Regions from separate parts of the Gossypium hirsutum genome. Here regions 1 and 3 are each linked to region 2. Evidence: chromatin contacts called from public Hi-C data. All regions are on one chromosome and are shown on one strand. The core of a region is the stretch at or near the end of the contact, and the rest is flanking DNA. Distances in the headings are between cores, read along the strand shown.

The links. A called contact is a pair of places that touch in the nucleus more often than the background predicts.
Region 1: a Hi-C map of leaf shows a contact between it and region 2, with 2.0 times the contacts expected there. The contact joins the promoter of LOC107951426 here to the promoter of LOC107951423 in region 2. A contact is called at or near these places in 2 of 34 Hi-C or Micro-C datasets (both in leaf).
Region 3: a contact with region 2 is called in a Hi-C map of leaf, with 1.8 times the contacts expected there. The contact joins the promoter of LOC107951131 here to the promoter of LOC107951423 in region 2. A contact is called at or near these places in 2 of 34 Hi-C or Micro-C datasets (both in leaf).

What each region holds. Positions count from the first base shown.
Region 1 is chrA02:19,817,801-19,821,706 of Gossypium_hirsutum_v2.1, forward strand. LOC107951426 (probable xyloglucan glycosyltransferase 12) reads left to right here and starts at 1,322. Exons shown (of 5, transcript XM_016886477.2): 1 at 1,322-2,528; 2 at 2,624-2,932; 3 at 3,053-3,343; 4 at 3,427-3,540; 5 at 3,620-3,906. The coding sequence starts at 1,785.
Region 2 is chrA02:20,336,559-20,340,313 of Gossypium_hirsutum_v2.1, forward strand. It overlaps LOC107951423 (kinesin-like protein KIN-7N), which reads right to left and starts at 1,345. Exons shown (of 17, transcript XM_016886473.2): 1 at 1,135-1,345; 2 at 967-1,056; 3 at 752-870; 4 at 543-656; 5 at 377-458; 6 at 224-291; 7 at 65-142. The coding sequence starts at 1,279.
Region 3 is chrA02:19,340,162-19,344,000 of Gossypium_hirsutum_v2.1, forward strand. LOC107951131 (putative lipase YDL109C) reads right to left here and starts at 2,357. Exons shown (of 12, transcript XM_041083005.1): 1 at 1,914-2,357; 2 at 1,759-1,826; 3 at 1,204-1,274; 4 at 718-993; 5 at 303-463; 6 at 155-210. The coding sequence starts at 2,203.

The sequences.
Region 1 (3,906 bases), core at 72-2,571, 520 kb before region 2:
TATGAGGTGATTGGAAAAGAATAGTTGAATTGGGATAAACACAAATCTCTCAAGTGAAGAACAAATTAAACATTTTGTTTAACACAGGTATTGGTTGAAAAGAAGAATATAATTTAAGTCATAAGGCTTTAGAATGTTAATCCCTCATCTTCAAATGCCACCTTGAGTTTTTAAAATTATTTCATCTTAAATTTCACTATGAATATTTGTAATATTTGATTTTAATTATATTTATTGGAATATATTATTTATATTTGTGATTATAATATTTTTTATATAATTATAAGTATCTAAATTTAATCTTGTTGAAAAAATTTAAAATTATAGTTATTCTTGAAACATAAAAAAATTTATCAAATTCAATAATATGCCTATAACTTCAAAATAATAATAATAAAAGAGGAGAAGCTAATAGGAAAAAAGAGAGCAAGCAAGCAGGCCCTGAAATTATGTCTTCACCTTATCCTTGCCACCATTTTCATTTTATTTTAGTGAGACTTTGAATCAGACAAAAAGAAGTAAGGATGTATCGAAAGTAGCACCGTAACACCGTCCGCGTCTTTCATTAATTTCTCATTGGATTTCCCTTTCTGACTTCTCGCTCCTTTCACTCCAATTTGTCGGTGCCTTAGGTCTGAGGATAGTTTTGACTCTTTTTATCCAAACCAATATATAGATTTAATTACTTTTCATCCTTCCTTGGCCACAAGTGAAACATGCATTTATAGCCTCTGATTTCCCTCATATCTATATCTAACGGTGGGTAAGGTGGGACGGATGCAAAATTTTAGATCAAACTAAAAAATAGCTTAAATTTTTAAATATTAGATTTGAGTTACACTCCACTAGTTGGTATTAATTTTTAAATTTAAAAAATATTAAAATAAATAATTTTTCATAAATTAAAAATATATTAAAAAATTTATACTTAAATAACACTAAACTAATTGTAACTTAACGAAAAAATACTTATAAAATAAAAATAAAATTAACAATAAAATAAAATTATATAATATAAAAAATAATAATATAATAACAATATAATAATAAAATTACAACAAAACAACAACAAAAAGTTTAGATTACTGTGGAACGCGCGCTGAAATGGACCGTGAAACAAAAACCATAACCATAAGATATCCCAAATAGAAGATTCGAAATTCCAATGAAGGGTATTTTCCAATTTACTAGTTACTGCAGTAAAAATAGGAAACTTGTTCCTATCCTCAAAAACAAAATGGGATTTACCCATTATTCATTAACCCTTTCTATTCTCCTCCTCTCATACACAGAAGAAACAACAAACAATAAAATTTTACATCTCTTCGTTTTGACCGCACTGTAAAATTCATCCCATCAAATTTATTGTTTCTACAGTTTTTAGGCTTCATATTATTGTTGCATGTCGTTGCTGAGAGTTATAAAAATTTAAATCAGTAGGTGAAAAGGAAAAACAACTACGAGAACAACAAAATCTGTCATCGTCGCAACAACACCAAGTTCTGTTTCTCTTTTCTCTGTAAAATTATGAACATAATCTCTGTATAAATCTGTCATTAGTAATGGCATCTCCTTTACCAAGCTGTAATTGAATGTGAAGAGCTTAGAAGCTCCTCTTTGAAAACCAAAGCTTTTTTTCTTTTTTAATTTCTTTTCTTGTTGGTATAAGTTTGGGTCGCCATTGCCATGATTTAGAGAGAGACCACGCTTGTTTATTTGCTTTCTTCTTCTTCCATTGTCATCTGATATTGCGTCTACATTTCGGAGTTTTAAAGAAGCAAACAATGGCGCCGTGGTGGGCGAAGGGCAGCCATAAAGGAACCTCGTTGGTTGTGAAAATGGAAAACCCCAACTGGTCCATGGTCGAGCTCGAAGCTCCATCGGAAGAAGATTTCCTCATCGGCAGCACCCCGACTGGTTCGCGAGAAAAAATACGTGGCAAAAACGCCAAGCAACTCACTTGGGTTCTCCTGTTAAAAGCGCACCGTGCTGCCGGCTGCTTAACCTCCATTACCTCCACATTCCTAAGTTTCGGCTCAACCGTCCGTCGCCGAGTCGCCTTCGGAAGAACAGACGACAACGACATCGAAACCGACGAAAACAAAGCCGTTAAAACCGGTTTCTATAACTGCATCAAAGTGTTCCTTTGGCTATCATTATTATTATTCTGTTTCGAGATTGCTGCGTATTTCAAAGGCTGGCATTTTGGTGCCCCAAATCTTCAATTACAATATATTCTCTCGGTGCCGGTTGGTTTCAAAGATTTGTTCGATTGGTTATACACTCATTGGGTTTTGATTCGAGTGGCTTATCTGGCCCCTCCTCTTCAGTTCCTCGCCAATGTCTGCATTGTTCTCTTCCTTATCCAAAGCATGGATAGGTTAATTCTTTGTTTGGGTTGTTTTTGGATCCGATTAAAAAAGATCAAGCCAATCCCCAAGCACGAAGCTGTTGCAGATCTTGAATCTGGGGAAGACTCTTTCTTCCCTATGGTTCTCATTCAGATCCCTATGTGTAATGAAAAAGAGGTAAAAACTAGAAATCCAAAGATAAATTTTTTCTTTCATCATTTTAAAAGGAACCTTTTTTTTTTTAATGATGGTTTAAATATTTGTTTTTGCAGGTTTACCAACAATCCATAGCTGCAGTGTGCAGTTTGGACTGGCCAAAGTCGAGAATTTTGATTCAAGTTTTGGATGATTCCGATGATCCAATGACTCAGCTTCTTATTAAAGAGGAAGTGCATAAATGGCAACAAGAAGGTGCCCACATTGTGTATCGGCACCGTGTACTTAGAGATGGCTATAAAGCTGGTAATCTTAAGTCTGCCATGAGTTGTAGTTATGTTAAAGACTATGAATTTGTTGCCATTTTCGATGCGGATTTCCAGCCCTCCCCTGATTTCCTCAAAAGAACTGTCCCCCATTTTAAGGTAACTAAATTAACTGCCTTCTGATTTAAATTGGGTGCAATTTTGAGAATCGAAGCACTATTTAGTATGTCTAGGATTAGTTGAAGTGAAATCTTATTTTTGGTTTTATGGTTGTTACAGGATAATGAGGATTTAGGGTTGGTTCAGACAAGGTGGTCGTTTGTGAATAAGGATGATAATTTGTTAACAAGATTGCAAAACATAAATTTGTCATTCCATTTTGAGGTAGAACAGCAAGTGAATGGTGTTTTCATTAATTTCTTTGGATTCAATGGAACTGCTGGGGTTTGGAGGATTAAGGCTTTGGAGGAGTCGGGTGGTTGGCTGGAGAGGACTACAGTTGAGGACATGGATATTGCAGTCCGTGCTCATCTTCGCGGATGGAAGTTCATCTTCCTCAATGATGTTGAGGTATGGTTCTAGTTTGATACGTTATACTGATAGTTACTTTCTTGATCGGTAGTTAATGTTTTTGGTCTTTATTATTTGTTCAGTGTCAGTGTGAACTTCCTGAATCTTATGAAGCTTATAGAAAACAACAGCACAGATGGCACTCTGGACCAATGCAGTTGTTCCGCCTCTGTTTGCCGGATATTATCCGTGCTAAGGTGAATACATATTTGAATTAGTCTTTGCTTAAACATGTGATGATGAACTTTGTTCTTATTCAGTATTTTATTGATGCAGATTAGTGTGTGGAAGAAATTCAATATGATCTTTCTCTTCTTCCTGCTTAGGAAACTGATCCTACCGTTTTACTCTTTCACTCTTTTCTGCATAATTCTCCCAATGACTATGTTTGTTCCGGAGGCCGAGCTTCCAGCATGGGTTGTTTGTTACATCCCTGCTACAATGTCATTCCTCAACATCCTTCCTGCCCCAAAATCGTTCCCCTTCATTGTTCCCTACCTTCTTTTTGAGAACACCATGTCAGTGACCAAGTTCAATGCCATGGTCTCTGGTCTTTTCCAACT
Region 2 (3,755 bases), core at 95-2,594:
CTAATGGGACAAGGTATAAACTAGATAAAAGGGGGGAAAGTCTATAGTAATATAAGGTACATACCAAAACTGAGACGCGTATGGCATCACTGCTTGAATAATCACCAAAAGAGCCTGTATCCTTTCCCTTGCTTTCTATCACCTAGTAATGTAACATAAATACAACGAATATTAAGAGTAAAGTAGTAATGTTTATGTTCAACAATATGTTAAAAGAACATACCACTCTGAATATTGTATGAGACCTACTACTTCGTGCATTCATATTTGTCTCACCAAAATGCCTATTAACTGTAAGGAAAATGATTTAAACAAATTATTAAAAATAAACAACTACCCAGTTAAACCAATGGCAAAAAAAAGAAGTTTAAAGGACCTTCTCCAGACTCCAGGAGCTTCATCACTTGTTCAGCATTGTTCACAATTTCCTCCCTAAGACCCGCAACGAAAATCCCACGCTAAAACAAACAAGAAAAAATCTGTTAGTTTTGAGCATTATGGTACACATTTGATACGGCATCAAAGTTTAATCAATGGCTGACCTCTAAATTCTCATGAATCTGCAATTTCTGATTCTCTACAGCGAAAAGGTCGTTAATTTCTTCATTGTAAATTTCCATGTAGGAAACTCGGATGAGAAACTCTCGATCAGAGATCTGGGAATTGAATTCAACAACAAGAAAATCAAAGCCAAAGCTTCTAAAATATGTCGTTAACTGCTTCGGGAAAGAACCAAATTTCGTTAAATTACAATATTTATTTTCTGAAATATATCGTTAACTGCTCGATGAATAATTCCGGGATCGTTAGATGAACCGTTCATAGTGAAGGTCTTGCCGCTGCTTGTTTGCCCATATGCAAAAGAAGTTCCTAAAACATAAATAAAATTGTAAATCATATACAAATTAATCAATTTTTATACCAGATCATCAAAATTAGGGCTAAAAAAGGGGATAAAATTTAAACCGTTAAAGCCGTCCACAGCAGCATGAATAATATCCTTAGTAAGAAGCTCGTAAATATCTGAATTCGAGCAATTCTCATCGAAGACATGATCTAGAAACACAAAAAAAAATTCAAGGAATGAGAATTGGAATTGGAAAGGTAAAAAGGATTTGGGAAATGAAAATTTACCGAAAGCGTAAGAAACGCAGGAAATTGGGCTGCCGTGGAGCTTGTGAAGAGAGATTTGATTATCATCGACTCTCCAGAAAGTTGAAGAAGAATTTTCATGGCAAATTGGAGGTCTTACTCTCACTGCTACGCAGATCTTCTCCATTTTCTTTTTAAACGTTGAGTTGCAGAGCGAGAGCTAAGGCGGGATCTTTATGCATTGTGAAAACGGGGGAATTTGTATTTGAATGTTTTGGATTGACGGAAATGCCCATAAAATGGAGGATTGGATGGGTATTCGGACCCTAAAGAACATGTCTACTGGCCCAGTTTCTTTGGGTAAGAGAATAGCCCACATGCCTCAGTTGGATGATTGTATCAACATTACGAGAAGCCCATGTAATTTCCAAGGGCCAGCTTAGATCCTTTCCACTTTTGTAGTTCTTAATTGTATAGAATTCAAACAATGGTATACAACATAATTGTAGTAGAAAGTTCCACCGATAAAAGACTGCAATTATATTGTTTTATGTATATATTCAGAAAAAAGTTAAAAAAATTTACTTTAGCAAAATTAAATATTTATCTTTTGAGAGGCAAGTATAAGAAGAATAATAAAAATGGATAATGATAAATTCTCTCGATACTTCTACTTTCAAAAACAAAGTTAACTCTAACTAGAGTTGACACGTGGATAAATTTTATATTGCCACATGGAATTTTTTTTTTGGAAAAATGGTTAATCAATCAAGTCTAAGGACTTGAAAAAAATTATATCAAAGAATTTATGAAAAATGCCAAAATTAGCATATCTATTTTTAACCAAAAAAAAACCAGATGAAAAATATTTTATTAAAGAAATTAAATTAAATTAACGATGAAAAAAAAATCAGACAATTTACAAGAAAAAGCCATTTTTTTAATATTTATGGAAATGGGCCAACTTTTTGATTATTTACTGGAAAGTACCGAATTCCTCGAAAGTGCGTCCACGTCAGCACGATGTCAGGTGACATGTTAGAAAAGCGCGTCTCTAGGGGAGAGTTTTGCTCCTTTTTTTAGGGTTAGGATTTTTTTTGCATTTAGGGTTAGGATTTAAGGTTATTGTTTTAGTGTTTAGGGTTTAGAGTTTAGGGTTTAGAATTTAAGATTTAGAATTTTTTTAAAAAAAAATCAAAAAATTAGGGTTTTGGGTTTTGGGTTGCTTAATTACATTAATTATTAGTTTAAAAAATAAATTAGATTAAGGTTTAGGGTTAATTAATTAAATTATGGATTAGTTTTTTAAAATAATTTTGTGTTTAGGGTTATGGAAAAAATATATTAGCAATAAAAAAAATTTCTACAGTAATTTTTGAAAAAATAAATTAGAGAAGACGTATCTGAAAAAATAAATTAGAGAAGGCGTATCTAAAAAAATAATTTTGCGAAGTTGTTTCTGAACAAAAAGTGTTAAAAATGCTTCAAGCAGGATGCACTGTCAGCAAAAGTACTGAAAAAAGCTCCCACGTGGACGCTTGTTTTCTACAGTAATTTCTGAAAAAATATTTTTGAGAAGATGATTCTGAACAAATAGTGTCAAAAATGCTTCAAGAAGGATGCACTGTTAGCAAAAGTACTGAAAAAAGATCCCACGTTGACGCTTTTTTTCTACAGTAGTTTTTGAAAAAATAATTTTGAGAAGATGTTTCTGAACAAATAGTGTCAAAAACGCTTCAAGCAGGATGCACTGTCAGCAAAAGTACTAAAAAAAGCTCCCACGTGGACGTTCTTTTTCTACAGTAGTTTCTGATAAAATAATTTTGAGAAGATGTTTCTGAACAAATAGTGTCAAAAACGCTTCAAGCAGGATGCACTGTCAGCAAAAGTACTGAAAAAAGCTCCCACATGGACGCTCTTTTTCTACAGTAGTTCCTATTTGGCCTGAGGTTATAAATAAGCCAAATTTTATTCTCAGGTTGCATAAGTTACAGCAAGAAAAATTAGAGACGTTAAGCAAAATAGAAATTGAAGATGAGTGAACGTATTAGTGTTGTTATTTACTATGATGGAGAGGTTCGTCACACCGGGAATGGCGTTTTTTATCAGAGAATAAAATGTGACTGGTTTTTAACCAGGACATAGATTTGACAAAATTTCGTAAAAGAATTAGGTGTAAAATTTTCGGAATGACGCCAATGAAAGTTTTGTCTATTAGGTATCGATTTTGTGCTTCTGTTGATCCTGTGACATATGATTTGTTCGACATCAAAGGTGCTCGTAGCTTGGAGGCAATGGTGCAGACTCATCTTGCTAGTGGATCACCCTATATTAAGTTATATATACAATTTTCATCGCCAAATGATGCATTTGCGACTTCAACATCTATTGCTGTTCGAGAGGAATACACGACCCCTGCTCGACACTCCGTTAGTGAGTTGCAAAACACGGAAGCTCCCGTGTTTGGTAGCAGTATGTAATACACAACCCCTACACGACACTCCGTCAGTGGATGGGACATGCACCTCGGTGGGTCAATGTTTGATACTGGAAATATGTACTGGGGAATGACATCAACTTCTAATGGTTGGCAATCTACATCTAATTGGGACGTTATGAAATGCCCAGAAAAAAGGGATGACATATTCCCTACGAGATCCACC
Region 3 (3,839 bases), core at 1,107-3,606, 1.0 Mb before region 2:
AGCGTCAAGTTCTTAAACAGGCAGAATAGTTTCGATGAGAATAGGTCATGTCCTAGAGCCTAAAACATCTAGTTCAATTATTAAATCATCCGTGAAGAATTGGTAATGCAGAGAAAACATAAATGCAGAATCAACTGATATAATAAAAGGATACGGTCGAAACTTGCATTTGCATACGCAACACGACGCCTGAAGGACCCCAGAGCAGAACTGCATTTAAAGAAAAATACAGATATGAGCCTGTAATTTACCATCCGCTCTCTCACGCTTTAAAATAACAAAGGAATCTTGCAAAAACTCACATAAATTTAAGATCTTCACAATCGTTGACCATCCGAAGAAGAAGTGGTGGTTTTCCATCCTTTCCATCGGTCAAAAACAAATGTTTTCCAGTTCTACCAAGCAACCACGATATTCGAGCAGCAAACTTTTCAAGTGCACGGGAGCCACGGAACAATGGAACCTGAATAATGCAAAGCCATGACAAGAATACTATTACCAATCTGTATGTAAAAAGTGTTAACCCATACTCAATGGTCAAAGACTTCATTGTTCAACGTTATCACTCAATTGCATTCTATTGCATACCTGCAGAGAAGATGAATCAGTAGTCTCAATCAGAACTTAATTGAAGACTAAACTTCAAAAGTGCATTTCATACTCGAATAGTGAGGGAAAGAAATCTATCCAATAATTCTTGGAGCATGAATGAACTACCTGTTTATGCCACAGAGACCCAAGGTGTGGACTTGCAAATGTAATGAAATTCATGGGCTCTAGTCCAGCAATTTTGCCTTTTAATTGCCCTTCAGGGCATAAATCTTTATCTCCCAAATGGTCAGTTCCACAATCTCCATTTGTTTGAGAAGTTTCTTGAGTTAGGTCTTGTTCATAAAGCCGCGCAATGGCATACCTTGCTACAAGGCCACCTAATGAATGACCAACGAAAGAAATCTTCTGAACACTTGGGTGACAGCTTATGACAAGTTTAACCTGAAAAAGGTAAACTTAAATTAATATAAATGATTTCTGTCAAATATATATATATATTATAAATGGTAAAAATGGAAGTACAGAGTATCAAACTACAGAACAATAACATATCAACGGTAAACGGCAGTTAGCAAAATTGGAAAATAATCTGAGTTGCAATCATGAATAATGAACCTTATTGAAGACAAATAAAATTGATAGCACACATACCTCCTCTGCTAATCTGTCGCCCATTACATCGACACCATCAAATGTCAACGTTGAAGAATTGCGCTCACTGCCTGCATTGCGCATTAAGTCATTAACCATTCAGTACTTATTTCACCATGAAATTCATCAACAATATCATTAACTCATTATCACGAATATTCATTTAGTGAATGGGTCTTGCGTTCTCTTCACCAATTAATTAGGATGGTAACAATCCAGCAAAATATTAAATAAGAAAAAAACACAATTTGATGAATAACAATCAAAATTTGAATCCTGGATCAGTCATTGGTGAGACTTATCTACTTATAACTTCGGATAGATCTAAAGTCTAACCCAGGTTAAATTAATTCAACAGCATTGGAGTATAAGACTCCAAATTACTTAGCAGACTACTTATGAAATTCTATTAGAGATTAATTATGAAACAGTTCAAAAAAATAACTTTGTAAGAAGAGAAGGGTGAGATGAGTAAATCATTAACTTGAAACTAATTAGCATTTAGCATAATCACAGTTAATACATACAAAAAAAATGGAGTACCGAAGTACTCACAATGAACAATAACATTCTCAGGATACGTCTTTAAAAGCTGCTTCGCTGCAAATCTCCAATTCTGAGCACTGCAAAGATACCAATCCAAAAATCAATCAAGCAGTTCGGAACACATAAATAATATTAATAAAAAAACGATTAAAACCGAGATTAACCTGCCAATGATGCCATTAACCATGATAACTAGATGAGTAGGATTGTTACGCTCTCCCGGAAACTGGACTTCCATATCGACACCTCCGTTCTCGTGGGATTTCGTTCTCAAGCATCCAAATCTCGGCAAACTCAATGATCTTCTATTCTTTTTTTTCTTCATCTTCTTCTTTTTCTCCTGCTGATTCAGTATCTTATTACTAGTATTATTGTCTTCCCTAACCTTGATCTCTTCAGCAACATCAACTTCCTTCTCCGGTACTCCTCTACAATCTCCCTCCATATCCGCCATTTTGAAGCTTAAAAACAGAGCTAAGGTAATAAGAAACAATCTTAAAGTGTTGTATTAAGCTAGATTTTTGTGTTGGATTTTGATAATGAGAAAATGGAGGGAGTCAAAATAAGCTAGCCAGGATTTAAAGAAGTGAAGAGGGGGACAATGAAGATGGTGAGGGCGGGCGGTTTTTGTAGTTACGGGTTTGTTAGCTAAATGGGGCGACCCGCTGGTCCCCTCTCTTTAATTTTAAGAGATTGCCCTTGATTTTATGGTTTTATTACGGGATAAATTTGTTTCCATCGGCTGATGGGTTGAGGATAAAATCGTCATCCTGTAAGTATATTTGTTTTTGTGCTTCAATCTTGATTTTTTCTTCTAGAAGGAGACAGAAATGACACGTTTAATCTTCGGAAACTTTTGTCTTCAAATTTTAAAGCCTCGTTTTTTCAACTCGGACGGCTATTTCTTAATTACCAATTTTTTTAATTTTTCTAATTCTTAAATCATCTATTTTAATTTTTACTCCCGGATAAGTGAAAGAGGGGAGTGAGTTTATTTAGAATTGAATCCAATTTTTATACCTACAACATAATGATTTTGTAACTGAATTAAAGATTGTTAACGAGAATCAATTAATATTGAATTATGTATCTGAAGCAATACAAATAATCGATTGACTTATTAATTGATATGAGTCAATTAAATTTGATTAAATTAGTGGTTGAATTAAAGTTTATAATTTTTTAAAATTTTATAAATTTTTAATAATTTATTTAATTAAAACTAAACGTACTAATTGGATCAACAATTTATGGCCTAGCCTTTGATAACTACCTATTTGTATTTATAATCTCTTTTCAACCCTTTACTCAAATTCATATATTCGTCATTGTTACAATAGCAACAGTATCAATTGGGATAAAGTTCAATTGTATTATATTATTATTTTAATGTATTACACTTGTATTTAAAATATCATATATTTTTTTTATAGGGTGATAAAGTGTAGGATTTATTAAAAAAGTCTAAGCTTGTTTGAACTAGATCATGCTGATCGGTTAGATTAAGAATCAATTGAGATATTAATTTGGTGAGAGATTTTCAATCGTTAACTTAAAAATCAGTACGAACTAAACAAAAAAAATGATTGAATTGAATTTTTAATATTTTATTTTATAATTTTATTAATAATTTATTTTATAGAACTTATCGCAACAATTAAATCATGAACCAATAACGTGATTAATTTGAGTACCAATCCAAATTTGAAAATTTTGCAAAAAATCAAAATTAATAACTTAAATACAAATCATTTACCTGGATAAACTATTAGAGTAATAATTCGTATTAAAAAATAACGTATTTTTATAATTAGTATAATGCTATGTTTTAACTAACTTATTATACATATATCTTTGTCGCATAAGAATATTAAATACCAAAAGCATGGAAGCACCAACTTCGAAGTTAGGCATACATATGAATATGGTATTATATGCTATGTTCCAACTTTAAATTAGGTTGGAAATGATATAATACCAAATAATATTATTTTTCGAGCCAAGCAATTAATATATATTTTGTGCAAGTCTGTACTAATGGAACATACATTCATATGTAAAAAGACTAAGCAACTCTAACTATATTAAGA